2 separate regions of the Macaca fascicularis genome follow, and region 1 is linked to region 2. A link is a contact called in public Hi-C data. All regions are on one chromosome and are shown on one strand. Each heading gives the region's core, a stretch centred on a gene start, on an enhancer-like site or on the middle of the called end of the contact. The rest is flanking DNA. Distances are from core to core; before and after follow the strand shown.

What was found. Hi-C and Micro-C count contacts between places; a contact is called where the count stands out from the background.
Region 1: a contact with region 2 is called in a Hi-C map of liver, with 2.9 times the contacts expected there. The contact joins two enhancer-like sites. A contact is called at or near these places in 2 of 2 Hi-C or Micro-C datasets (liver and skeletal muscle).

Annotation. Positions count from the first base shown.
Region 1 is chr15:5,188,464-5,194,172 of T2T-MFA8v1.1, reverse strand. No RefSeq gene overlaps it. Among named protein-coding and RNA genes, the nearest start is that of BRD3, 49 kb to the left of the region's middle. Within about 2 kb of position 2,067, at least 1 of the 6 cell types and tissues checked has an H3K27ac peak or open chromatin away from gene starts, as enhancers often do. A contact at or near this core is called in liver, where this site is marked.
Region 2 is chr15:4,923,898-4,929,275 of T2T-MFA8v1.1, reverse strand. RXRA (retinoid X receptor alpha) reads left to right here. Exons shown (of 10, transcript XM_045374233.2): 8 at 102-193; 9 at 2,255-2,360; 10 at 4,605-5,378. The coding sequence ends at 4,752. Among named protein-coding and RNA genes, the nearest start is that of RXRA, 110 kb to the left of the region's middle. Within about 2 kb of position 3,150, at least 4 of the 6 cell types and tissues checked have an H3K27ac peak or open chromatin away from gene starts, as enhancers often do. A contact at or near this core is called in liver, where this site is marked.

The DNA.
Region 1 (5,709 bases), core at 818-3,317, 270 kb before region 2:
CTCCTCTCCCCCCCATGTCTCTCCTCTCCCCCCCATGTCTCTCCTCCTCCCCCCGTGTCTCTCCTCTCCCCCCATGTCTCTCCTCTCCCCCCATGTCTCTCCTCTCCCCCCGTGTCTCTCCTCTCCCCCCCATGTCTCTCCTCTCCCCCCCATGTCTCTCCTCCTCCCCCCGTGTCTCTCCTCTCCCCCCCATGTCTCTCCTCCTCCCCCCGTGTCTCTCCTCTCCCCCCCCATGTCTCTCCTCTCCCCCCCATGTCTCTCCTCTCCCCCCCATGTCTCTCCTCTCCCCCCCATGTCTCTCCTCTCCCCCCTTGTCTCTCCTCTCCCCCCATGTCTCTCCTCTCCCCCCATGTCTCTCCTCTCCCCCCGTGTCTCTCCTCTCCCCCCCATGTCTCTCCTCTCCCCCCCATGTCTCTCCTCCTCCCCCCGTGTCTCTCCTCTCCCCCCCATGTCTCTCCTCCTCCCCCCGTGTCTCTCCTCTCCCCCCCATGTCTCTCCTCTCCCCCCCATGTCTCTCCTCTCCCCCCCATGTCTCTCCTCTCCCCCCCATGTCTCTCCTCCTCCCCCCGTGTCTCTCCTCTCCCCCCCATGTCTCTCCTCCTCCCCCCGTGTCTCTCCTCTCCCCCCCCATGTCTCTCCTCTCCCCCCCATGTCTCTCCTCTCCCCCCCATGTCTCTCCTCCTCCCCCCGTGTCTCTCCTCTCCCCCCCATGTCTCTCCTCCTCCCCCCGTGTCTCTCCTCTCCCCCCCATGTCTCTCCTCTCCCCCCCATGTCTCTCCTCCTCCCAGTGTCTCTCCTCTCCTCCCCATGTCCCTCCTCTCCCCCCATGTCTCTCCTCTCCCCCCCATGTCCCTCCTCTCCCCCCGTGTCTCTCCTCTCCCCCCCCATGTCTCTCCTCTCCCCCCCATGTCTCTCCTCCTCCCAGCGTCTCTTCTCTTCACCTCATGTCTCTCCTCTGTGTGTCTCCTAAGGACAGTTGTCATTGGATTTAGGGCCACCTGGACAATTCTGACAGTCTTCTCCCCAGTAACTTAGCCACATCTGGGAAGACCCCCTTTCTAAAGAAGGTTCCAGGCACAGGCTCCAGGGGCCACCGTCAGCCCATGACGCTCTCCAAGCCTCGGTTTCCACATCTGTGGAATGGGGATGTGGTGAAGCCTGTCAGGCCAAGCAGTGAGGTGGAGTAATGGCACCGTGACTTTTGTCACCCCCTCTTCTGTGCCAGCCCAGACCCTCCTCCTTTGCCACCCAAGGTGAAGCCGGGTACCCAAGCTGGATGTGGTCACCCCACCCTTTGCAGGGCCCTGAGGCGGCGCCCACTGCTGAGGCCCCACTCCTGCCCTGGCCAGGCCTACCGTGCCATCCAGAGGGCACAAGCAGGGGGCCTCATGGCAAAGGTGGCACCAAGTGGCTTCAAGTTCACAGCTGAGGGATGGCAGGGGAGAAGGAGAGGGCTCCAGGTGGGGGCAACGGGAGTGAAGGTGAGAGGGGAGGCCTGCCCGGGCCTGGCATGGATGCCCACCAGGCGTGGGGGTTGCCATGTGAGTGTGCTCTGTCCACCAGTGGGTGAGGGGCAAAGCACACTTCTGTGCCAGGGCATCTCCATAGGCCCACGGTGTGCCTGGCCTCTGGGGAGACTGAGATGACCCAGCCAGCCGCAGCCGAGGGCCCCGTCAGGTGGGGCAACTGCCTAAGCAGTGATCCTCCCAATGCCCCCTTCAGTTTGGTGCCACTGGCCCCATTTCAGATGAAGCAACGTTTCCTTAGAGGGGCACATGCACCCCCAGTGTCTCCCAGCCAGGCCCTCCTCTCTGCGTGGGGTCTGTGGTGAAGATGGGAAAGGCGGGGGCTGGCGGCCAGGTCACAGCTTTCCACACACACAGTGCCTTGGCCCAGAAGATCCTGCCATCCGGCCCTTCTCGTTAGCAAACAGGCCCGCAGCCCCTCCGCTACCGCCAGTCCGTGTGGCTGCCCGGTTGGCTAATGGATACCTGCATGCTCTCATTTCTTCCTGCCCAGGTCTCCTATTTATTTAGCCTGGAGTAACCCCTGCTGTTGCCTCTGCTCAGCTGGGAGCTCGTCCTCTGTGCTTGGCCCTGTGACCTTGGGATTCTAGTCCCTGTGTTCCTCTGTCTTTCCAGGCTGCCGTCCAGGGTGGGCCCGAGGGACCCATGGTTCAGGCTGCCGTGTGGACTGAGCACCCGGGGCCGGTGCTGCTGAGTGTTGAGCTCTCTCCCCTGCTTCCTGTTTCCTCCCCCTGTAAATCAGGGTGACCTTGCTTCTCTTGAGGGGTCAGGCTAGGAGCAGACAAGGCCCTGTGTGCACAGTCTGAGTGACACTGGCACACACTGTGGGCGTTGGAGGAGACCAGAGGAGGTGATCTGCGGGCTTGGGCTCCTGGAGGGGCCGGATGCGTGCCGTGGACAGTTTTGTCTGAGCTGAGAGCACATTTCAGGTTTCTAGGGAGGCCAGGAAGCCCTCGGGAGGGGCCATCCGGATGTCCCACAGTGGGAAGAGGTGGCATGGCTGGGCATGGCTTCTAGAAGGAGTCTGGGGGCGAGCATGTGAACAGCTCAGGAAACCGCAGAGCGCGGGAAGCACCCAAGCAGGTGTTAGCCGGGAGCCTTCCCCAAAGACGTGAGGCTCAGCTTCGACCTGAAGGACAAGAAGGAGCTGGTGACACGGAGATCTGGAGAAGGGGAATTCCAGATGCTGGGGCCAGCACGTGCAAAGGCCCTGCGGTGGGAATGAACCAGTCCTTGGTGGATGAGCCTAGGAACAGGAAGGGAGGGCTTCGGAGCTCAGAGATCCCTCCTTGTGCAGACGGCTCCCCATCCCGGCCTTGAGGAAGCGGCCCTGCCAAGCCTGTCTTCCTCCGTGATCCTCGCGGGTGGCCCTTCCTACCCTGGCCTTGTCCTCTGCCCACCTCAGCCGATGGCTTCCTTGGGCACTTGATTATTGTCGCCTTTGCCCCGCACTCTCCCCAGTACCAAGCAAGTCCCCCAACCCTCACACTCCCGGCCCCCGATGTCTGCAACCCCACCTTCACCCCACACCCATTGACACCCCAACTTTCAGCGTCTCTCACGCCCTCTCACCTCACACCCCGAAATCCCCAGGGCTGGATGAGCCTCACCCCCGTGGTGTCCTCTCCGCGGCTGTCGCTCTTGGCAGCTGCCTACTTCTGCTGTGTCCCTGTGCAGTGAGCTCCCATCCCACCCCGCGCCCCTCTGGCCGTCCTGCCTTTCCCTGGCTCGTCTCACAGAGAAACCTCTGGGGGCACGATGCCCTCGCAGCCCCCACTCCCTCCCCGTTCACCCACAAATCTCCTTCACTCCAGCTCAGCTCCACCTCCCCTGGGGGCCCCGTGACCTCCGCACGGGGGTGCGTCTCCTCCTGAGCGTGGCCTCTTCACCCTTCCTTCCCTCTCGAGGCCTCTGGGTGCCCCCTTCCACTGTCCCTTCTCCATCCCCGCTGGATTGCCCTGCTTTTCCACCGGGGTGTCTGCAGCTCAACGTGTCCCGTGCCCAAGTCCGATGGCCCCTTGTCCACCGCCCAGGCCAGCTCCCCTGCTCTGTCCGAGGTGCTCAGGCCCCAAATCTCGGATCCTTGCTGGCTTCCTTTCGCTCACATCTGCCCGCATCCATAAGGAATCCCTGCCAGCTCCTCCCTGCAGGCCCAGCATCCACCTTCTTCCTCAGCATGCACCTACGTGCCAGGGTCTCTTCCTGGTCTCCTGTGGCTGCCCTGGTCCTGGCCTAGGTCCCGGCTGCCTATCCACCAGGCAGCCAGCCCAGGTCAGAGCCTGGAGCTCCTCTGCCCCAGCCAGCCAGGGCTCAGCAAACCCCGGATCCTGCCTGGCTTCTGAGGCTCTGTGAGGCTGGCGCCGTCCCTTGGGCCTCTGCTGCCTCCTGCCTCTTCCCTGGATGGCTGAACTGGCTCCACTCCGTGATGGCCCCTGCCCTCCTCAGCCTGGGCAATGCTAAGGGCATCGTACGCCTACTCTGCCCTCACTTCTCTCTCCACACCTGCAAGGCCTTCCCTGGCTGGCCTTGACCTCCCTGTGTCCCATCGGCCCCCTGTTCTTCACAGTGGGGACAGGTCTCCATGTGCACAGCCACCTCTGTGGCCCGGTCTCCTCCTGGCCCGCAGCCTCCTTGAGGGCCGGCTGTTCACGGTGGAATTCTGGGGCTGCAGCAGGGCCTGGTTCAGGGCAGCAGCCCACAGGAGCGTGGGGACTGGGGTTGGGAGGACGGGAGAAGGAGAGGAAGTAAGGAGAGAGGGAGGCAGAGTTCCCCATCAGAGAGAGCAGGGAGAGGGGGTGAGGTGGCCTCCCTCTGCCCCTGGACTGTGTAGGAGGGCAAGTCCCCCAGAATGGCAGGTCCCCAGGAGTGGCAGGTCCCCCGGAGTGGCAGGGACTTAGCAGTGTGCACTCCCCACTGTGCCGCCTGCAGGACCCACAGAGTTTGGAGGTCACTGGGCACACACGCCCAGGCAGCGCTGAGGGTGGACATCCTCTTGCTTTCGGGGGCCTCCCCGAGGTGGCCTGTCTTCGCCTGTGAGGTGGGCATGGCATGCGCACTAGCTGCCACCTGCCCACGGGTCCTGCTGCAGTTGGGCCCAGCTGGAGAGGCGTGCAGGATGCGGGATCCCTGTGCCAGGACCTGAAGGTTGAACAGCAGATCATCAGGTGACACAGGGTGGCCTTGATTTCAAAGGCCACTGCCTGGAACTGAGACAGTGACAGGGCACCGGCCCGGGATGGCCCGGTCACAGCCACACTCCAGTTTTGCCCTCTGAGGCAGTGGGTGGGGTCAGGTGTCACCACCCTGGTTCTAGGTGAGAGCTGCAGCCAGGGGTGGAGTCACTCATTCAGGAAACCGCTGCTGTTTTTGCAGACAGGACTCCCAGGCACAAGACCACAGCCCCCTTCCCAGCTCTGCAAGGAATTGTTGAAAAGCAGTAATGTTTAGTGTTTTATTGTCATCAGGAAAGTGAAACAGATGCGTTACTCAAAATATAGAAGAATAGGCCAGGCGTGGTGGCTCATGCCTGTAATCTCAGCACTTTCGGAGGCAGAGATGGGCAAATCCCTTGAGCCCAGGAATTCGAGACCGCCCTGGGTAACATGATGAAACCCCATCTCTACTGAGAAATAAAACAAAATGAGCCGAATATGGTGGTGTCTGTGGTCCCAGGTACTCTGGAGGCTGAGGCAGGAGGATAGCTTGAGCCTGGGAGGTCGAGGCTGCAGTGAGCTGTGATTGTGCCACTGCATTCCAGCCTGGGCGACAGAGTGAGAGTGAGACTCTGTCTTAAAAAAAAAAGAGAAAAGAAAACACAAAGAAAACTTAGAGGAATAGAAAAGTAAAAAAGAAAATCATTGGACCAACTCCGTCAATATTTTGTAGTAAATTTTTGCTGCTGTTTTCCCTGTGTGCTGTGTGCTGTGTGGTGTGTGCTGTGTGGTGTGTGCTGTGTGGTGTGTGGTGTGTGGTGTGTGCTGTGTGCTGTGTGCTGTGTGGTGTGTGGTGTGTGCTGTGTGCTGTGTGGTGTGTGGTGTGTGGTGTGTGGTGTGTGCTGTGTGCTGTGTGGTGTGCTGTGTGCTGTGTGTGGTGTATGTGTGGTGTATGTGTGGTGTATGTGTGGTGTATGTGTGGTGTGGTGTGTGTGCTGTGGTGTGCTATGTGTGGTGTCAGTGTATGTGGT
Region 2 (5,378 bases), core at 1,901-4,400:
CGGCCACGCCGGGCTTCCCAGAGACCTTGGGTATTTGGGGTATGGCCTTGGTGAGGACCTCGGCCTAACTGGGATGGGGTGTCTGCCCTCCTCCTCTGCAGGGTGCTGACAGAGCTCGTGTCCAAGATGCGGGACATGCAGATGGACAAGACGGAGCTGGGCTGCCTGCGCGCCATCGTCCTCTTCAACCCCGGTATGGCCTTCCTGCCTCGAGGCTCCTGGCCCTGTTCTCTGGTGGGGCAGAGGCACCTGGGCCTCCTCCCGGCTGCACCTCTTGGCTGTGGCCGCACATGAGGCCAACTTCCGCTCTCCTTGAGCTCAGCGTGCTCCCCTCCCAGTGGAAGTGTGGCCGTGCTGCCTTCTGCTCACCTTGAGGGCCCACCAAGGGAGCGTGGCCCCTGGGCACAGGGGGACCCAGCAAGGCTCCTGTCATGAGGGGCTTGGTGGTGCTGTCTGGGCTCCGCGGTTTGCAGCGTTCACCATTGTGCATCGGAATCCATACTCCGGAAGTGGCCGGCTGTGGTTGTGAACTTCCAGTGCTGAAGTTTGGGAGCCCCAAGCCCTCCAGGCTGGGGATGGGGTGGAGATGGGTCAGGCCTGCCAGGTGTTCAGAGGGGACCAACCTCATCCCCGAGCCTCGGATCCAGAGTGTTTCTGGGGCTAGGCCCCTGTGGTTGAGGAGAGCAGGGCTTGGGGCTGTGGGACTGGAGCTGGGCACAGGCCTGTGGCCCACAGTGCGGCCCTTCTCCAGCCTCTGGGTTCTCGGTTTGAAAAGCCTCCTAGATGCTACCCCTTTGCCCAGCAAGTGCTGACACGTGCCTGTTTGTTCGGCACCCTGCCGGGCATGGGAGGACTCTTCACACTGCTGGGTAGGGCTTGCCTGCCCAGAGCTTGGGGTTTAGAGGGTCACGCCCACCAGCAGGCGCCCCCAGCACATGAGGACAGGAGCGTGGTGGGTCGAGGGTGCGGGCCACTTCCTCCAGGAGCTGAAAGTTAGACGGGGGCCAGGGGAACGGGAGGCACAGAGGTGGGGTGGACTGGTGGGGGCAGCCCAGGCAGGGTCTTGAAAGTCTTGCTAAGTCTGGGTTTTCTCCTGGGGCCACAGGGAGCCAAGTCCCGAGGGGTTCCAGCTGGGAGGGAGCTATGGGTTTCTGTGTTTGGAAACTCAGCTCATTGCGATAGGGGTGGGCGGCTGGGGTGTGGAGGGAGAGGTTTGGGGCTGCCGTGGGGAGCTCACCTGGGCCGTGGTGGAGGGAATGGAGCCCTCTTGGTTCCTGGCCCTGACCTTGCCCTTTCTCAGACCTGGCTCTGAGGGACCGGGCCGGGATGGAGATGGGCATCTTCTTGTGGGGAGAGCTTGTTTCCAGGGACATTATATCACCCAGGCTGTGCATCCAGGCCATAATCCTGCCGGCTCGGAGGCTGAGTCACGCCACGGCCCGGCCCGGCCCGAGGAATCCCCATTCAGGTCCTGTGTGGTCTGGTTGCTAGAGCTGGGGCACCAGCGGGACCTGGGCACGGGCCTGCAGGGAGGGTGAGATTGTCTGGCACGAGCAGGGTCTAGGCACAGGCTTGCAGGGAAGGCGAGGAGACCAAGGCACAGGCTTGCAGGGAGGGTGAGGAGACGGGCTAGAGCTGAGGCAGCTCAGGGAGCCAGACATGTTGCCAGGGAGCCCCAGGACACGGGCCCAGGTGGCATTCACATGGGGTCCCTTGGCCTTGGAGGTGTTGGTGGCTGCAGTCTCAGCCCCTGTCCACTCTGGGCTCTCGAGTCTGGGTCCTGAGCTCAGCACTCCCCGAGCATGCCGAGGATGGGTTCCCTCAGGGTCTGGGTGCTCCTGGGAGCAGCAGTGGTAGCTCCCGTCCGTGTCATGGGGCTGGGACCCAAGGGCAGCAGAGGCCTCCATTGTCTCTCCCAGTTCCCATGGCGGCTGGAAGGCAGCAGATTCCTGACACTTTATCGATGGGGAAACCGAGTCTCTGGAGGTCAAATAATTGGCCCAAGGCCACATGGCTGGCAAGTGGCAGAGCCGAGCTTGGACCCAGAGCAGCCTGGCCTGGCCATGGATTCCACGGTCATCCCCCTGCCACCAGGCTCTGGGGGAGCAGGCGGGGGCGTGTCCAGCGGCGTCCCTCACACCACCTGCTCTGCCCGTGGTGGGGCAGCTTGGGAGACCCCACACAAGCCTGGGTCCTGGGGGCGGGTGCCTGGAACACACCCAGCTGAGGGTTCTGACCTGTGGCCTCCTTGCAGACTCCAAGGGGCTCTCGAACCCGGCCGAGGTGGAGGCGCTGAGGGAGAAGGTCTACGCGTCCCTGGAGGCCTACTGCAAGCACAAGTACCCAGAGCAGCCCGGAAGGTGGGCCCCGCCCTGTCCCACACACACCCCAGACCTGGGCTCTTGTCTCCAGAGCCCCCACCTTGCTGCAAGGCTGTTTTATGTGAATGAGAAGGTGGCACCTTCCCCAGGCCCAGCCCATGCCAGCAGGTCCTGAGCAGGCAGCGGGAGGTCCTCCAGGCCAGTGGGCTGTGGCAGGCACACCCCACAGGCTCACGCTATATCCCCACTGGAAGGATTACCTCACACCTGGCGCATAGTAGGTGCTTGTCTTTGTCAAGTAGGTAGATGAAGGCTGTGCTTCACCCCCCACTGCGCTCCCCTGCCAGGCAGAACCACCAGAGGTCCGGCGACACCAGCACGTAGTAGGTACTTCACAAGCATGTGTAGAGTGGATGGCCAGATGCCTACACATTCTAAACACTCTCTACAAGTGTGTACAGAATAGGCAGCCACAGCCCAAGCGCAGAGCTCATCTTTCTCCCCTGCCCGGCTGTGGGCCCTAGAAGGGCTGGGGTTCTCTCGTTTCTGAGTCCGCAGTGCTGGGTGCACAGTAGGTGTCCAGGAAGAGAAACATTTGTGGATCCCTCGGTTTCAAAGTCAGCTCTCCAGAGTCTGCCTCTTCTCTCAAAAGGGGCATCTCCTGGCCTCTTGATCCTCAGACTGTGGGTGGGGGTTTGGGGGAGGTGGGGCCCAGCAGACCTCCTAGGATACCCAGGCCCTCCCGCCACCAGCACTTACACAGTTAACCGTGTCCCCGCTGCCTACTCAGCGCTCATCTGGCTTGGTTTAAAGTGAAACTTCCCGGAGGACGAGGACAGGAGGGGGTGGCATGCAGCTTATTTTTCCTGGCTTTCTGCCCTGGCCCATCTCGCCAGCTCAGCAGAAAACAGCTTGTTCTCTGGCCGGACTCCAGCCTCTGCGCTGTTTTTGCCTTTAAAACAAGGACTGCGAGGCAGCCAACCACAGAGCTTTTCCCTGAAAGAGAGACGTCGTTAATAATTAATGAGGTCCCGCAGCCCCTGGAGGGGCCGTGTGGAGAGACTCAGGCCGTGCACAGGGGCCTTGGGGCAGACACGGCCAGCCAGAAGGGACACCTGGTCCCCCCTGTCCTCAGCGGCAGCTGCTGCCCTCATGCCTGGCCCTGCCATCCCTCTTCCCAGAGCCCCAGACTTCCCCCCGCTCCCTCTCCGCCAGCCCACTGGTCCCTGCCCCAGGAAACTCCCCGGGGTGGGCCAGGCCCTGAGGAGCAACCCATGCTCCCTCCCTCCCCCGCCAGCCTTCTCTGACCAGGCTGTGCCCAACACCAGCAGAGCTATTTCTGGGGAAGGGGTGGCCCTGGTCTGAGGCCCACAGCCCTGCACGAGGTGCCGTGGGAGGCACTCATGGGGTGCTGACGCTGTATGGAAAGGGGCTTGCCCCAGTACACAGCTCCCAAGTCAGGCCCGGCTCCACCTGCAGTGGGGGTGCAGCCTGACTCCTCCTCCCCCACCTGATGCCCTTTGACTTCTTGGTTACCCACCATGTGCCCTGCCTGTTCCCTGCAACTCACCAGTGTGCTCAGCAGCCCTTTCCCTGACAGGCCCCACAGTCGCTTGCTGCGATGGCTGCTGCAGCCAAATGCATTGCTGACCTCATACCCGCTCCTGGCTGTCATGGCCCACATTTTTCCATTTTTTAAGAGAGAGCGTCTCGCTGTGTTGCCCAGGCTGGCATGCAGTGGTATGATCGTAGCTCACCGCAGCCTCAGCCTGGGCTCAAGTGGTCCTCCGTACAGGCATTATGCACCACCACGCCTGGCTACTGTTTTTCTCTTGTTCTTTTGTAGGGACAGGGTCTCACTGCGTTGCCCAGGCTGGTCTCGAACTCCTGGCCTCCAGCCATCCTCCCACCTCGGCCTCTCAAAGTGCTGAGATTACAAGTGTGAGCCGTCATGCCCAGCTGCCCACAATTTTTCACTTCTTTACAAAGAACTATTCAGCCTGCCCTAGCCAGCCGCTGTCTGGCCCCTGGTCCTTCATCTCCGTCCTCGGCCCCAGGGATCCTCCTTCACTCTCTCCTGGCTCTGGGACGCCACCGCCCCTGTTTCCTTCTAGCCTCCCCTCCTTCCCTCTGGAGGCTTGGCACAGGCAGCTCCGGGGCTACAGACCAGCCTCGGATGGGTTGGGCTCTCAGACGCAGCCCCATCTCCGGGGAGGCCTCCAGGTGCCAGGGCAGAACGGCCCCTGCCCGTTGCCTGGCCCTCACCAGACCCGTTCCCTGCAGGTTCGCCAAGCTGTTGCTCCGCCTGCCGGCTCTGCGCTCCATCGGGCTCAAGTGCCTGGAACATCTCTTTTTCTTCAAGCTCATTGGGGACACGCCCATTGACACCTTCCTCATGGAGATGCTGGAGGCGCCGCACCAAATGACTTAGGCCCGCGGGCCCGTCCTTTGCGCCCACCCGGTCTGGCCACCCTGCCTGGACGCCAGCTGCTCTTCTCAGCCTGAGTCCTGTCCCTGCCCTTCTCTGCCTGGCCTGTTTGGACTTTGGGGCACAGCCTGTCACTGCTCTGCCTAAGAGATGTGTTGTCACCCTCCTTATTTCTGTTACTACTTGTCTGTGGCCCAGGGCAGTGGCTTTCCTGAGGCAGCAGCCTGCGTGGCAAGAACTAGCGTGGTGAGCCCAGCCAGGCGCCTCCCCACCGGGCTCTCGGGACGCCCTGCCACACCCCACGGGGCGTGGGCGACTCGCAGGGTCTTCGGGCCCCAGCCCTGGAGCTGTAGGCATTGGGAATGGGGTTTTTGTTTCCGTTGCTGTTTATCGATGCTGGTTTTCGGAATGTCCGTGTGGCCCTCCTGTCTGGAGTGACATCTTCACCTGCTCTGAATACTGGTGCCTGGCCAGCCTGTGACAGCTTCCCCCTCATCAGGAGGAGGGGACAGCTGGGGGCGCAGGCTGGTGTGTCGTCAGCAAAGACCTCAGCCGCCTCGGGGAGGAGAGGGGACTCGTGGGGCCAGCAGGCTGCCCTGTGCTCTGAGTGAGGGGGAAGCAGCCCCTTT